Linked DNA regions of Mus musculus: region 2 is linked to region 1. Evidence: chromatin contacts called from public HiChIP or PLAC-seq data. All regions are on one chromosome and are shown on one strand. Each heading gives the region's core, a stretch centred on a gene start, on an enhancer-like site or on the middle of the called end of the contact. The rest is flanking DNA. Distances are from core to core; before and after follow the strand shown.

Evidence for each region. HiChIP or PLAC-seq counts read pairs in DNA pulled down with a chosen protein or histone mark.
Region 2: a contact with region 1 is called in an HNF4G HiChIP or PLAC-seq map of pancreatic cancer cells. The contact joins two enhancer-like sites.

Annotation. Positions count from the first base shown.
Region 1 is chr12:8,066,848-8,074,042 of GRCm38.p6, forward strand. All of the region lies in intron 2 of Gm33037 (a long non-coding RNA gene), which reads right to left. Among named protein-coding and RNA genes, the nearest start is that of Apob, 93 kb to the left of the region's middle. Within about 2 kb of position 4,119, at least 36 of the 459 cell types and tissues checked have an H3K27ac peak or open chromatin away from gene starts, as enhancers often do. A contact at or near this core is called in pancreatic cancer cells, where this site is marked.
Region 2 is chr12:8,376,476-8,383,670 of GRCm38.p6, forward strand. No RefSeq gene overlaps it. Among named protein-coding and RNA genes, the nearest start is that of Gm33134, 16 kb to the left of the region's middle. Within about 2 kb of position 3,551, at least 129 of the 459 cell types and tissues checked have an H3K27ac peak or open chromatin away from gene starts, as enhancers often do. A contact at or near this core is called in pancreatic cancer cells, where this site is marked.

The sequences.
Region 1 (7,195 bases), core at 2,869-5,368:
TGAGGATTGTAAGATAGGGGTTTTTTATAGAAAAGGGGCTGGGGCTGGAGGAGGAATTGGCGAGGTTTCACACGATTGGTCCATTTAAACATTAGCAGACTGTCAGAAGGGCAGAAGATAGGGAGGCACTGGGCCAGTCCGGACATGTAATGACGCAGCCCCAAGTTTTAAAGCTCACAAACAACTCTTTGGGCTATTTGACATAAATTACATGAATCACAGGTCTCAAGTTTTATTTTCTTTCAGCACCTCTGCTACCTAGACCTCAAGCCCCTCCTAACTCTGAGCCTACCTTCGGATGGCCACTTCAGACACATTTCTTTTTTTTAAAAAAAAGGAAGATTGTACATTCACTAGCACAACTTCTTAATGCCACTTCAACAATACAATAACAATAACACCATCAAATATGTTCTCTCTATCACAAGAGGGAGACCTCTCATCCTTCCACCCACACACATGCATGTACACTCAAGAGCATACATTCATGGGATTGGTCAGATCAAAGGAGGAAATCCATGCCTTAATCCTCGCTCATGAGCACTTCAGTGATCCCCAAATCAACAGCTACACCCCAAGTACCATGACTATTGCTGGTATCAACCACAAAGGCTCAAAAAGCAGAAATTTACAAATGTTTATTTTTTCTCTTTTAGGTAAGACCTGTCTTATCTTGGGTCTTAACTTGGCCAAACTGTTGAATACCCTGATTTTCAACAGAAGCTTTCCCTAGCACAGTCAATATCGTCGCTTTGAATGCTCTGAGTGGCATAGAAACTGAAAGAAGATAATCCCTGGGCATCCTCCCAGCAGCCGCTGCTACTCAGTGTCCAAAGCGCCTATAGTATTCAGAGCAGCATCCAAGAGTCCCTTCTTACATTACTTCATATGTGAATATGCTGCAACCATGTCATGAGAAGATCCCATAATAATCTGGGCCTCGGGGACTCTCGTTCCTGCCTTTCGCCTCCAGCACAGACAGGGATGGGTGTGAGTTTCTCAGTGGAAAGTCATCTCTGGGATGCCTTCCAGTCTCTAGCTGATAATACCTGGCGCTTGCTCGCTTTGGAGGGAAGGGATTACTTGGGAGCTGTGAAAGTTGTAAACGTAGACTGATAGTAACTTTGGGTTGATATTGGACACATTAATCCAAGGCTACGTGAATAGATAGACTTTAGCATGCTTTAAATGGTGAAAAATGAATACATTGGGAATTTGCTGTCCCCCAAAATGTGCCTTGGAGCACATACCTTCATTTTATCTTTGCAACCACATGGCATTTTGTCCAGTTCTTCAAAGAGAAGGCCAGAGGGTTCTCTCCAAGTTCCCCTCAGGGTTATCAGTGCTCAGGATCTAGACCAGGTATTCCAGAATCTTGTCCTCTTACTGAAGGAAACAAACGCCCACACAGATTGCAAAGTAGCAGGGAAATTCTATTTAAAGCAAAGCAATAGAAAAGATCGGAATCAGAGACCAGCAGGCTATGTAGTTGAAAATACATAAGGGTTAGTCTTCGTGACTTCCTTTTATGGGGTTCAAGAGAAAGAGGATCTTAGTTACTAGAGTTTGGGTCATTCCCCATTTTGAATGACAGATTAAGTTGTTTCTTTACTATGTATGTCCTTCCCATGATGTATCTGATTTTAATCATATGCACACTCAACTATGTATAGGCATAAGGTGATAAATAAGGGACTCTCCCTAAAAGTTCGTGTGAGTATTCAGTCTCACCATTATCACCCATACACTCAAAATCAGTTCAAGCCGAGTCAGCCCATGGCTGAGTGATTCACTTCCATCTTTTTTTTTCCCCTTGGTTTTTCGAGACAGGGTTTCTCTGTGTAGCCCTGGCTGTCCTGGAACTCACTTTGTAGACCAGGCTGGCCTTGAACTCAGAAATCCACCTGCCTCTGCCTCTTGAGTGCTGGGATTAAAGGCGTGTGCCACCACGCCCGGCTTTACTTCCAGTTTTTAAAGCTGGTATATGTGCATCTCAATACAAGTTGTTTCAGGTGCTGCTGGCAGATTGCTGGGTGCATTGTTTGGACACTGTTGTATACACACAGTACTTGCACATAAGATTCTTGACCTGCCAAGTGCATGAGTATAAGAGAAAGGTATATATAGCCTAAGCCAAGTCCAAAGTTGCTAACTCATGCTTGCCTCTCTCATCAGAACACTTGTGGTTCTCAGCCAAAGGTTCCAGGGAAATAGGCAGCAAGTCAGGGAGCAAGTGAGCATGTTTGTCAGAGATCGGACCTCTCTCTCTCTCTCAATATCTGCACTTTGGGTCCCTGTGAGAGCCTTGGGTACAGAGAATGGTGGCAGACTTCACTCAGCCGCTTGGGATGATTGAGATAGCATCAGCTGCCCTTTGACCCTTTAGAACTCACTGATAGATGTCAGTGGGGCTCATGTGAGGAATGAATCTGAACCAAGAGTCTGAGACACCTTGTGGTTCTAGCAAAAGTGAGCTAAGACACAGTCTTTTGTTTTGAATTCAGAGTGATTGGACTAACAGGGCTCATACACAAAAGGCTGCTGGTGAAGACCTCTCTATTCCTGCCCCTAGTGCTTTATGGTTTGACACCAATGGGATGCTTTTAGAGGCCAAGGAGAGAAAGAAGTTGAAGGGTACATCTGAGTCCCTTGAGTGGTCAGGTGGCATCGCTTTGGCACTTGATGCTTGCTCTGTCCTAATTAATTATAGACTCTCCAACTAGAATGCCTGAAACCCCACACGTCATAGAATACCAGGTATCTCAGACCTCCAAGGAGGGTGACCTTTGCTAGCGTGTGGATGCCAGTGGCTCTTGGAAGCCCATAAGCTATTTTCAAGGTTTTTCTGTTGTTAAGGCCAGGAAATCATCATGTGCCCCCTTTGACTGGCCAACATGTTAAGTCCCGGGAACAAACCAAATCCCAATTGTGAATTTCTAGGTCACAAGAGGCCATGGATTAATCAGACTATTTACAAAACCCTGTCAACACACGCCAGAGGGAACAAGACAGTTGATGCCAGTGACATTTTGTGGATTTCTTGTAGCATGTTTTGACCATCCTTTTCTTATTAAACATTCAAATCCTTGTCATGTCCTCTAACACGGGGTTTTGCTGTCTGCTCACCCGCTGAGGACCAGTAATCTAAGACACATGCCTGGAGCCACACAGAGCTGAAAGCCCCCAGGGTCCAATTCCACCACAGCATGCACACTGCACAGACACACAGCAGACCTTTCCTGCGCCAATGCTTCCAAGCGTGTACTGTGAGATGCTCCCCTGAGAATCGGTCCCTCGGCTCCAGCTTTCCCTGCAGAACTATCTTCCCGTGGCTTTCACACAGAGGGCCTGCTTATCAGAAGGACTTTACGACATTACCACGGCAGGTGCCATCCTAATAATCAGGGTTTAGAGTCAAAACAAAGATAATCAGGGTTTATAGTCAAAACTGTAATAATTAGTTTTCATTGTCAACTTGTCTAGATTTGAAGTCACCCAGGAGACTGATAACATATGGCCCTAGATTTGTCTATGAGATTGCTTCCAGGGAAGACCTTCCCTGAGTGTGGACAATACCATCTCAGAGGCTAGAGTCCAGAAGAAATAAAAGAAGAAAGGAGAAAGGCAGGCAAGGAAAAGCATTTCCATCTCTCTTATTTCTGGTTAGTCATGCAGCAGGTATCTTCTTTCCACTATACACTCCCATGACTATAGCATCCTGCTCAGGTACAGGAGACCAAGCAAGAATAGATGGATGGATAGATGAATGGAGGGAAATGTTTGAAACCATGAGCCAAAACAAATCCTGTCTCCCTCCCCTAAGCTGTTTCTGTTAAGTGTAAAGAGCATAGAAGCTAACACATACCCCTTCCCATAGAGGAAAGAGGCTCACAGTGATTTATTGCACAGTGTTGGGCCCCGGCCTCAACTCTAATTCCCATGTTCACCAACTAGATTTTGTTCACCTTGTCTCTCTGGATGCTATACAATCCGTTCTGTAAAGGTGTAACCTTAATTGTAAAAGTCATATTCCAGCAACACCCTTCTTGCCCTGTGCTGAGCCTCCGGATTGCAAGACGCAGTGGCAGTGCTGGAGCTGTCTGGGATCGCTTCCAATGAATACGTGCTCAGGAATGTTGTAAGGTCTGAGTTAAGGAGTTGGCATTTCATAATTGCCTGTGGGTGAAAGTATTTATGCCAAGGAAATGGGCAAACAGGGATCAAAAATAAAGGCTTCCTCTCTCCCCTCCACCAGGGAGACGGTTTATTTGCTTTCCAGAAAGGGTCACAGTGACCATAAAGAGAGAGAAGTCCTCTCAGGACCCTTAGTCACATAAGACAGAAGTCAACACTGATAGATCTAAGTAGAGATGGGCTGTTAGGAAAAGTAGGACTTGGATAGTCTACAGAACCCACAGGAAATATGTAGAGCTGAAACAGGCTTGAACCCAGAGCAGCAAGGCAGAAGACACCATAAAATTCTCAGTTTCCTCTACCACTGCACACTTGGCCCTAGGCACGGCCAACCCTCTTTAACAGAGAAAATCCTAAAACATTCTTTCGCCTTGACCTCCCTTGATCCAGTTCTGAAGAGATGTCTTTGATTGACAGGCTTTAAGCAGGTCTATCCAGTAGTCAGTGTCACATAAAGCAATTCCTTCGTGGTTCCTGCTTCTACCGCAGAAGGCTGAGACTGGTCCTGATTGTCCTGAACTGACAGTGTGCTAACAGCTTCACTGCAGGAAAAACTCCACTCAAACCTGCTGGCTACAGAGCTGATGGGCCCCAGGGCAATTAAAAAAAGCCTCTCTCAAATATTTTTCCCATATGGACAAAAGTTTTCTCTGCAGTTTACCCAAATACCAATAACTTCGCAGATAAAATATTTTAAATGCATAGATCCCTCTCAGAACCAGTCCTTACCATCCTGACCTCCTTGGCCCCAGTGGTATCACAATAACACACACACACAGAGACAGAGACAGAGACAGAGACAGACAGACAGACAGACAGACAAACAGACAGACACATATACACACACACATATGCAGAGACAGAGTCAAACAGACACACACACACACACAGACAGACAGAGACAGACAGACAGACACACACACACACACACACACACACACACACACACACACACACATCCACACCCGTCAATGTGCAATGTGGAGCTAACATTTCCCTCCTACCCTCTCAATTTGGTTCAACTGACAAAGCAGAAGTAACTCTTAATCACATGCATTAGTGTAAGATTTAAGCATGGATAATACAGAACAGCAGGTAACCCGAAAAACCTTTCCATGTGGCTCCAGGATATAACATATGAGTCATTAATTATACAGAAGAATTAGAATTGCCTATGTAAATTGTGACCACAAGACGGATAGTTGCAAGGCTGCAAGTCCAATTCTGTGCTAACTTTCAGCTATATAAATTATAACATCAGCAGTATCCAAGGAGCTTTCTAGTACACAGCCAGTGCAACTGTGTATTGGGGCTGCTAGGGACGATTAGGAAAGGGAGATGGAATGAGGAAACAATGAACAAAAATCACATAAATTTTATTTTGGCCATAGGAACAGACAGTGCAATAGATAAAATGGTAATGAACACAGAACAAACACCTACAAAATTCACCTTCACGTTCATCCAGATTCACATTATTTCAAATAAGGAATCAGGGGAAGACCAGTAAATGTCTCCGTGTTTAATTATGCTTATGAAAAACAGAAAGTTCAAGGTTGTCTGATGATCTTGGGATGGGTTGGTGGGCAGAAGGAGGGGCTGTGAACAGACAGGTGGGAAATAAACCGATGTGGTCCTCAGTGTTTGAGCCCAGAGGGGCCCATGGAAAGAAGCACATGGCCTGCTTTGCTCCCCGGAAGGCATGTTCCTTTATAACATGAGAAAGGAACTTGCAGAGTAACAAGGACCTGATGCAGGAAGACTTTGGTCTCTAAGTGATCCCACGTTTGCAGCCTGGGGTTGATTTTGATCAGAAGAGCGGAGGCAAAGTGCTGTAAATGTTCCTTCTTCAAGGCCACAGCTACAGGCTTGCCTTGGCTTCCTAGTCATCTCAAGAGAGGCAGGGGCCTAGCAAACTTAGACTCAGGGCATCCAGGAAGCCTTCTATGGTCTGCTCTGAGGCCCATCAGTTTCTAAAAGGGAGCTATTGTTTCCTGGCTGTTGCCTCACTGAAAGCAAGCTGGGCTTGAATTATGGTGGGCCTAGAAATGAGCCCTGAGTTTAGAGTTACGAATCCTGATATCACTGATATCAGGGAGGGTGGTGATGGTATCTTCCTCTTCTGGTCCCAGGGAGGTTCTCCAGCTGCCCTGGGGAATTCCTTCCTTACCATCTCTCCAAAGCTTACCGTGCCAAGGAGGATCCTCACAGGGGCTTAAACATGAAAAATGAAACAGGGACTTACTTACCTGAAGGAAATATGTGAGAATGCATCTTATAGTACAAAATAATAGTACAAAAGAACTTTCTAAGCATAACACAAAGTCTCAATATCCAGAAAATATGAGGTTGATCAATTTCACTAGTTTTCCACATGAAGAAGAAAATCATACCCTCAAAGGAAAAACATTTTTAAAGTAAAGTCTTTGAAAAGATGGACTTAGATTCAAACCACAGGCCAAAAAAAGAAAAGGAAAGGGAAGGGGAGGGGAGGGGAGGGGAGGGGAGGGGAGGGGAAGAGAAGAGAAGAGAAGAGTATTCTTTTTAATACTTTTTAATGCTCATTAGCATTTGAGAGATCTAATAAATAACAAACTGTCCTGTTAAAATTCTATCTACAAAGGAGTAAGCAGATTAATATTAAAAAATCATTTTCTTACCAATGGAGCCACTGGGGTAGGCAACCTTTGTATGTAAACAGATCTCCCAGTTCTAAATCCCAAAGTGTTGCAGATCTACCCATCAGCTCTGAAAGCCCACAGACTTCTTTTGGCAGGCGTAAGACCTTTGTGACTAAGCTTAGGATATAGCCAGAGGCTACCTGAAGTGCTTGTTCCATGTAGAACAATTTTAAAAGCAGGGAGGGACAGAGAAGTATCTGAGCTAGATAGGCATATATCTAACCAGCAAACTTAGCCACTGGATAATTGACTTCTCCTTCATACGGGGGAAGAGAATGAGTAGAAGAGAGTCACAGTGAGACAAAATCACCAACCAATGA
Region 2 (7,195 bases), core at 2,301-4,800, 310 kb after region 1:
TGTGACTGATGGAGCCAAATTTTGTTTCCTGTTTTTCTCTCTCTCTCTCTTTCTTTCTTTCTTTCTTTCTTTCTTTCTTTCTTTCTTTCTTTCTTTCTTTCTTTCTTTCTCTCTCTCTCTCTCTCTCTCTCTCTCTCTCTCTCTCTTTCTTTCTTTCTTTCTTTCTTTCTTTTGTTCTGAGACAGAAGCTCACTATATAACCCTGGCTGTCTAGGAACTCACTGTGTGAGCAGGCTGGCCTCAAACTCACAGAGATCTGCCTGCCTCTGCCTCCCAAGTGCTAGGAATAAAGGTGTGAGTAACTATACCCTGCTATGTGGTCAAATTTCTATATGATCACATTGTTCCTGCATGCACACACACACGTGTGTGTTTATAAATATATCTATATCTATATCTATATATCTATATATCTATATATATATATGGGTATGTATTTTATATATATATTGTGCAGACATACTTTTCCAAGATGGAATCACAGTCTACTTTTTGCATTAATATTTTATGGTTCTTTTTTCTTTGCATGAATATGCCTCAAAAACACTCTGAAATGGCTATATAATCCTACAGATGTATCATAATACATGTAATTATGTATTTAAGAACATCTGGGTTTCCACTTTTTTGGTATTCAACATCCTCTTTATTGATCATATCTGCACATAAATTTTTGTCTGGAAGTCTAAGTTATTACCTCAGAGAGAATTCCACTATATTTTTTCTTAAATCTCCTTGATGCATTTGTCAGATGGTTTCCAGAAGAGCTGCCTCTGGCTTGAGTGCCTCCCTTTGTGAGAACTCTTGTCTGCTCCAATTTAGGGTAATACCATAAAGAGAATCTTATTAGCTGGGCTGTGGTGACTCACACCTTTGATCCCAGCACTTTGGGAGGCAGAGCCAGGCGGATATCTGAGTTCAAGGCCAGCCTGGTCTACAGAGTGAGTTTCAGGACAGCCAAGGCTACACAGAGAAACCCTGTCTCAAAAAACAAACAAAAAAAAAGAGAGAGAGAATCTTATTATCTGAAAGACAAATAATGGCCCTGACAAGTGGGTCAGAGGGCCTTTGCCTCTTCTTCATTTCTCTATTTTGGGTAACTTTTGAGAAAACATCCTTTTCCTAAATATGTTTTCCTGGGAACATATGGGTTGTTCTTGCCTTTTTCCTCCTCCCTAGAGACTAGAATGTTGAGGGGGGAGGGGAGAGAGGGGGAGGGGGAGAAGGAGGGTAGATCCTTGCAGGCGTGTGAGCTTCAGAAATTGCTTTCCCTCCACAGCTGCTTCGAGATGTCTATGCTCTGTTCTAAATGATGTCTGACTGTTCCTAATCAAGAAATACAAACACCATCCAAGTCCCTTTTTCGTGGAGAATGTGTGTTGTGAAGATCAGCTCAAAGGGTAGAGGACCCAGCTCCCTGTTAGGAGGAGAAGCATGGGGGCTCCTACATGTTTATACAGGACACAAATGAAGCCATTTGTGTCTCTACTCTGGAACCAGAAGAGCTCCAACCCTCAGGGCCAAAACAGGACTCCACTGCCGAGCTCCACAGTGCATACCTCACTATAGAGAGTTCACTCAGCAAAAGCTGGCATCCCTGGACACCAGCCCCTGCCTTGCGTCTCCCTTCTAGGGGTTTCTAACACCTAGCCAGCAGGATTGGTGTGGGGATCCAGCAATGGGACCCTGTGCAACCCCTGCCACATGGTAGGCACAGTGACGTTTCTTGTGTCATGCAGCTGCTGTACAAAGGACCTTTGCCCAGACTGTCTCTCCAGGAAAGGAAAAGAACCAAGCACCAAGGGGTGGGACTGGGAAAAGAGTTAACTACTGGACCCCATCTTTAGAGTATTTGGAGATACCCGGCCTAGGTCCTTCACACTGTCAAGTGAAAAATCTCAGAAAGTTTGCTTGGCTGCCTAGCAAAAGAGCTTCAAAGTCGAGAGCTGAGTTCCCAACTACTTCCAGATGTGCCTCTTGTAGACTGTACGGTCCCGGGCAAGTCACTTCACACAGCCTCAGTTCCTTCGTGGTAAAATGGAGATATTACCCTTCTCGTTAGGTACTATGGGGCTCAAATACAAAAGAATATAAGACTTCCCAGTAAGCACAGGTAGGCATAGAATTACCTTTCAGCTGGGACATGGAAAAACTACCTATGAACTGAAGTTTCCAAAGTCACATTTACCTAAGACTGCAGGGCTGTGTGACTCAAGCTTCCCACTTGTGGAGACCTGGAATGTTAGGGATTTAGAGTTATCTTGGACTATCTGTAAGTGCATTTAGTAGCCATTCATTGTCTACTTCTGGTTTGATCCAATATATTTTCAACTATCAGATAAAACCTTTGGAATGTGTCAGTTTAACAGATCCCTGCCTTCCCTAGCCTAAAAGCTAAGAATCGCATAATTTATGAAATCTGTACAGGAGATTTCCCCACTTTGCATACCTGTCTGCTGTCCTCATAACTTTATTTGGCAATACAGTCTATTGTCTTTCTGTGACTATAAATGCTCACATAACATAACTGCTTCCACTGTGGAACACACTATCTGGGGCCACCTGAATCTACATTCCTGGGCCATAGCCACTCACATTTGACTGAGAATAAATAATCTCATTCCCCTAAAGTGGGAGCTATATTTTTCTCCAAACACCCTAGTGGCCCAGAACTGTCCCAGCAAGCCAGAGCACGTGGCCACTCAGTGAAAGACCCAGCACAACAGTACTTAGCCCTTTGACAAGTCCTCAGTGATGACAGCCACAGGGTAGTATGTTTCCCCTACAGCAGTGGCCCATGCTGGACATAGATCAAAAAACAAGGACCATACATCAGACTCCTGGATGGGACCAGGGCAAAGGACTCAGACTTAACAGCCATATTCTGAGGAGTACCAGAGAGGCCAAAGCCTCATGAAACTGTGACCTCCGGAAGCTTGTGATAAGAGATAGTGAAGGAGTGGCTCTTTTGGCAGGACCCTGCTTGTCCTGCCCCCTCCTCAATTTTGTCCCATGAGAGCAATTAAAGCCAGCTCTAAACAAGGCAGAAACTTAGCAGCTCTTCCTCTAGCGGATCTTGTGTCAATATCCTACTGCAGTGTAGTTCTCAGCCTTCCCAATGCTGTGACCTACAGTTCCTCAGGTTGTAGTGAGCCCCCAACCCATATAATTATTTTTGTTGCTACTTCATAACTATAATTTCGCTAGTCTTAGAAATCATAGTGTAAGTATCTGATTTGCAGAATATCTGATATGAAACCCCTATGAAAGGGTCATTTGACGCCAAGTGGGCAGTAACCCACAGGTTGAGAACTACAGTCCTATTGGCTTCAGCCTGGCCCTTTCCTCCTTGAAAGGAGCCCTCAGCCTTTGGCCTTGGGGCTAGCCTGACGCTGAGTTGGCAGGAGCCCTTGCTTTCCCTGGAGCTCAATGACCCAAACACATCCCAGAGGCTTGATCCCCAGCCAAGCATGACTCAGACCTCAGCAATGTATGATCCTCCGATTCCCCTCCCCAGGGGTGAATTCCTTACCCGAAGGTGAGCTCACAGCTGGCCTAACCACTATGCCAGGCGTGCTTCTGTACACAACGACTAGCCTTGCCCAGGCTCCTGGAGGTACGGCCTGTGCTCCTGCTGTTTCCTGGCTCTGCCCACACACCCCTACCCAGAGTCTATGCTGTGTGTGGAGGTGAGGAAGGGAGGCAGAGATGAGGAAATCCTAAGACCAAGTTCAAGGCTCAAGAGAGTGGAGCAGGCAAACTTAAATCAGCAGGGACCAGAGCTGAGAGCTAACTAATTATAGGGTGGTTGGTTAGCCAAGGTCCTCCCTGGCCAGTCCTAGAACACAGAGAGAGGGATGCCCCTGGATCCAAAATTGAGAGCAGTTTCTCCCCTATGAGCTTGCCTGGGTCAGGCCGTCCTGGCCTTCTGAGACCCCTGACAAACTGTGTGGGATGATGGCTGCCTTCTAGGTGGTAATAGCTAAACCTGCATTAGCAAGCATGAAGGTCCATAAAGTCCGACTCTTCCTTTATGATAAGGTTTGGACTTCACCTTCCATCTCCACAACAATACTCCAATTTGCAGAAATGGAAGCATCACAACGCCACTTCCTTAAGATTTAAAAAAATATCACTTGAGCCAGGCAGAGTGGCACATGCCTTTAATCCCAGCCCCTATCTAGAGTTCCAGAATAGATAGGGGCTACTTGAGATACCCTGACTTGATAATTAACTAATTGATAATTAATACGTAAACCGGGCAGTGGTGGCACATCCCTGTTAATCCCAACACTCTGGAGACAAAGACAGGCAGAACTCTGAGTTCAAGGCCAACCTGGTCTACAGAGCAAGTTCCAGGACAGCCAGGGGCTATACAGAGAAACCCTGTTTCCATAAATAAATAAGTAAATAAATAAAATATCATATGAATAGGTGGAAGAAAGTACCAGGACTTTGTTGAACAGAATCTGAGTGCCCGCTCTGGCCCCCGGTTGGAGACATGACATTCAATTCTGTTCCAGAGATTACAGTATTACTCACTACTAGAGATTACGGTATTACTTGTTACTGTCAGCTCTCTGAAGTTACTCTAAGCGTGTCAGTCAGCTGGCCTAGAGACCACTCCTGATGACACGCTGAGAGGGGAGAAATAATTATCCCTTAATGAGATCACGTACTTATCCCGGAAGCTCCTCCCTCCAGGTACTGACAGACTTTCACTGTTGAGCCTGCCCACTCCCCTGAGCTTTAACTCTGAGGCGAGCTTTCTTTCTTCTTTTCTCTTTCTACCTCTTCCTTGCAAAGGGACCAGAATCCCGATCACACTTACCCTGGGATTTTTCTCTTGTTCCTAGAACACACCTTCTCTGCTTGTCCACACAGCTGCTTGTAAGCCCCTCCCTTCCCCTTCTCCATCTCCCTCCCTCCCAATCTGCTATTTACAGCCTTTCTACAATGTGGTTTTTCTCTCAAAATCAAGTGAAATGATCCTAAAGTTTGCTTCTGCGTTCATATTAAAATTGTTTTATCAGCAAGGCTTGAAAACCCGTACAAGGGTGCTCTGATTTCCTGGTAATTTGTGTCCCCTCATTTCTTTGTTCCAGACACAAAGTACCTAGACAATGCATCCTGGAACATCCCAAAACCTCTCCACTTAGAAAGGTCCAGCCACTGTAGGGCCATAACTCCTGTACTCCACACTAAGCCAAGGGTTCTTCCAGCGACATAGCTTTGTCCATCTTTGATTGTACGAAGAAATGTAAAGGCAATTCTCTTACAATCACAAAAGAAATCTCCTCATCTGATAGGGCAGAGAGTGACCATCTGACCAAGATTCAAACATAATGAGACCTGAGTCTGTGAGGCAAGTACTGACTCTGAGTAGAATCAGAAACTCCAAGGAACAGACTGGAAATGCCAGACCCACACAGGAACCAAACTTGCTTGGCTTGTGGGCATAGCCAGACTGGACAAGCCATCTCATTCACATACAGTATGTTGGGCAGTGTGTGGCCATGGTTGGCCAGGTCTCAACAGTGACCTCCTCTCTAGGTGCCCTCTGATCTGCCAGAAAGACTGTGTTGCTCACAGTGTGGGTGGTTGAGCACAAAGGGTTCTGAGGTGCCCATATTGTGATGGCTGCTCTCCTGAGGGTCCAGCCCCAGCTTCTGAAAACACTTCCTGTAACTGCGGGCTTTTAGGAAAGGAAATCCCACCTACATCTCTGTGAGAGACAGAGTGGGAATCAGGACTTCCCTTATCCCTACCCCACAGCTGGCCTGGACTTGCTTTTATGACTGTAACAGCTGGCTCGGAAGCTCTAAGTGGCAGTGGATCATGAAGTCAATAGAAAGTCCAGGAACCACAGCCTGGAAGTATCCCTGGTCAGAGCAGATTCGTGGGCCCTGGAGTTTTTGACCTCTCAGGTCTGAGTTCTATAGGTGGAGGGGAACTTGTTTGCTCCCACCTCACACAGAAGATCCCTGGAGCAGAAAGTCTGACAGGCTGAGACGGCATCTGCTCATGATAGTCTTCCACTGACTCTGAGTTAGTACAGTATGTCCCATTACCCCTTAGTTGACCCTTAAGAACCTTTGACACTCTCATGGGCAGGGTGAGGCTACGGAGGGAGGACAGAAGAGCTGCAGTATTCCAGACTGCTGTGAAGACGAAGGTACTCGCTCCTCTGGGATCAGCCGGAAGAAAGGAAATTCAGAGGTTCTCCCTGCCATACACAGGGCATACACAGGGCCGGCCGGCTCTCTGCCTCTCACTTACCTAACCTAACCTGTGTAAACAGCCAGCCCTCCCGCCAGGACCCGCCTTGCCTGCACCCCTCTTCTCTAGCCCCTGTCCATCTTGGTGGCCCAGCATGCAATGGCATCCCCACAGATCCTGGAGGAAGCCATCTCTTGAGGATAGATAGGATGAGGCCTTGGGCCTTTAATAGAACATCAGACAGTGTGGTGGCTCGTGATTTCTCACCTTCATGTTTACAATAATATCTTCTTTTTAAATTTTATTTATTTATTTGTTTAATTTATTTTTTTTTTTCCGAGACAGGGTTTCTCTGTGTAGCCCTGGCTGTCCTGGAACTCACTCTGTAGACCAGGCTGGCCTCGAACTCAGCCTCCCGAGTGTTGGGATTAAAGGCGTGCGCATGCACCGACACTGGCCAGCAAAACAGTGCTGTGTGTAGATCCCCACAGCATCAGGGTCAGAGGCTGCGAATGAGGAGAGCAGAGCAGAGCGGAGGAGTCACACGCTTCCTGGACTCCGGGATGGCGTTTTTTTTTTTTTTTTTAAAGTTTTTTATTTTATGTATGTGAGTACACTGTAGCTGTCTTCAGAAGACAGCAGAAGAGGGCATCAGATCCCATTACAGATGGTTGTGAGCCACCATGTGGTTGCTGGGAATTGAACTCAGGACCTCTGGAAGAGCAGTCAGTACTCTTAACTGCTGAGCCATCTCTTCAGTCCAATTTATTTATTTTTATCTTATGTGAGTTGGTATTTTGCTGGTGTATGTCTATGTGAGGGTGTCAGGTTCCCTGGAACTGGAGTTGCATACAGTTGTGAGCTGCCATGTGGGTGTTGGTAATTGAACTCAGGTCCTCTGGAAGAGCGACCAGTGCTCCCAACTGCTGAGCCATCTCTTCAGCCCCAGATATTGCCTATGTAATTAAGACCTTTT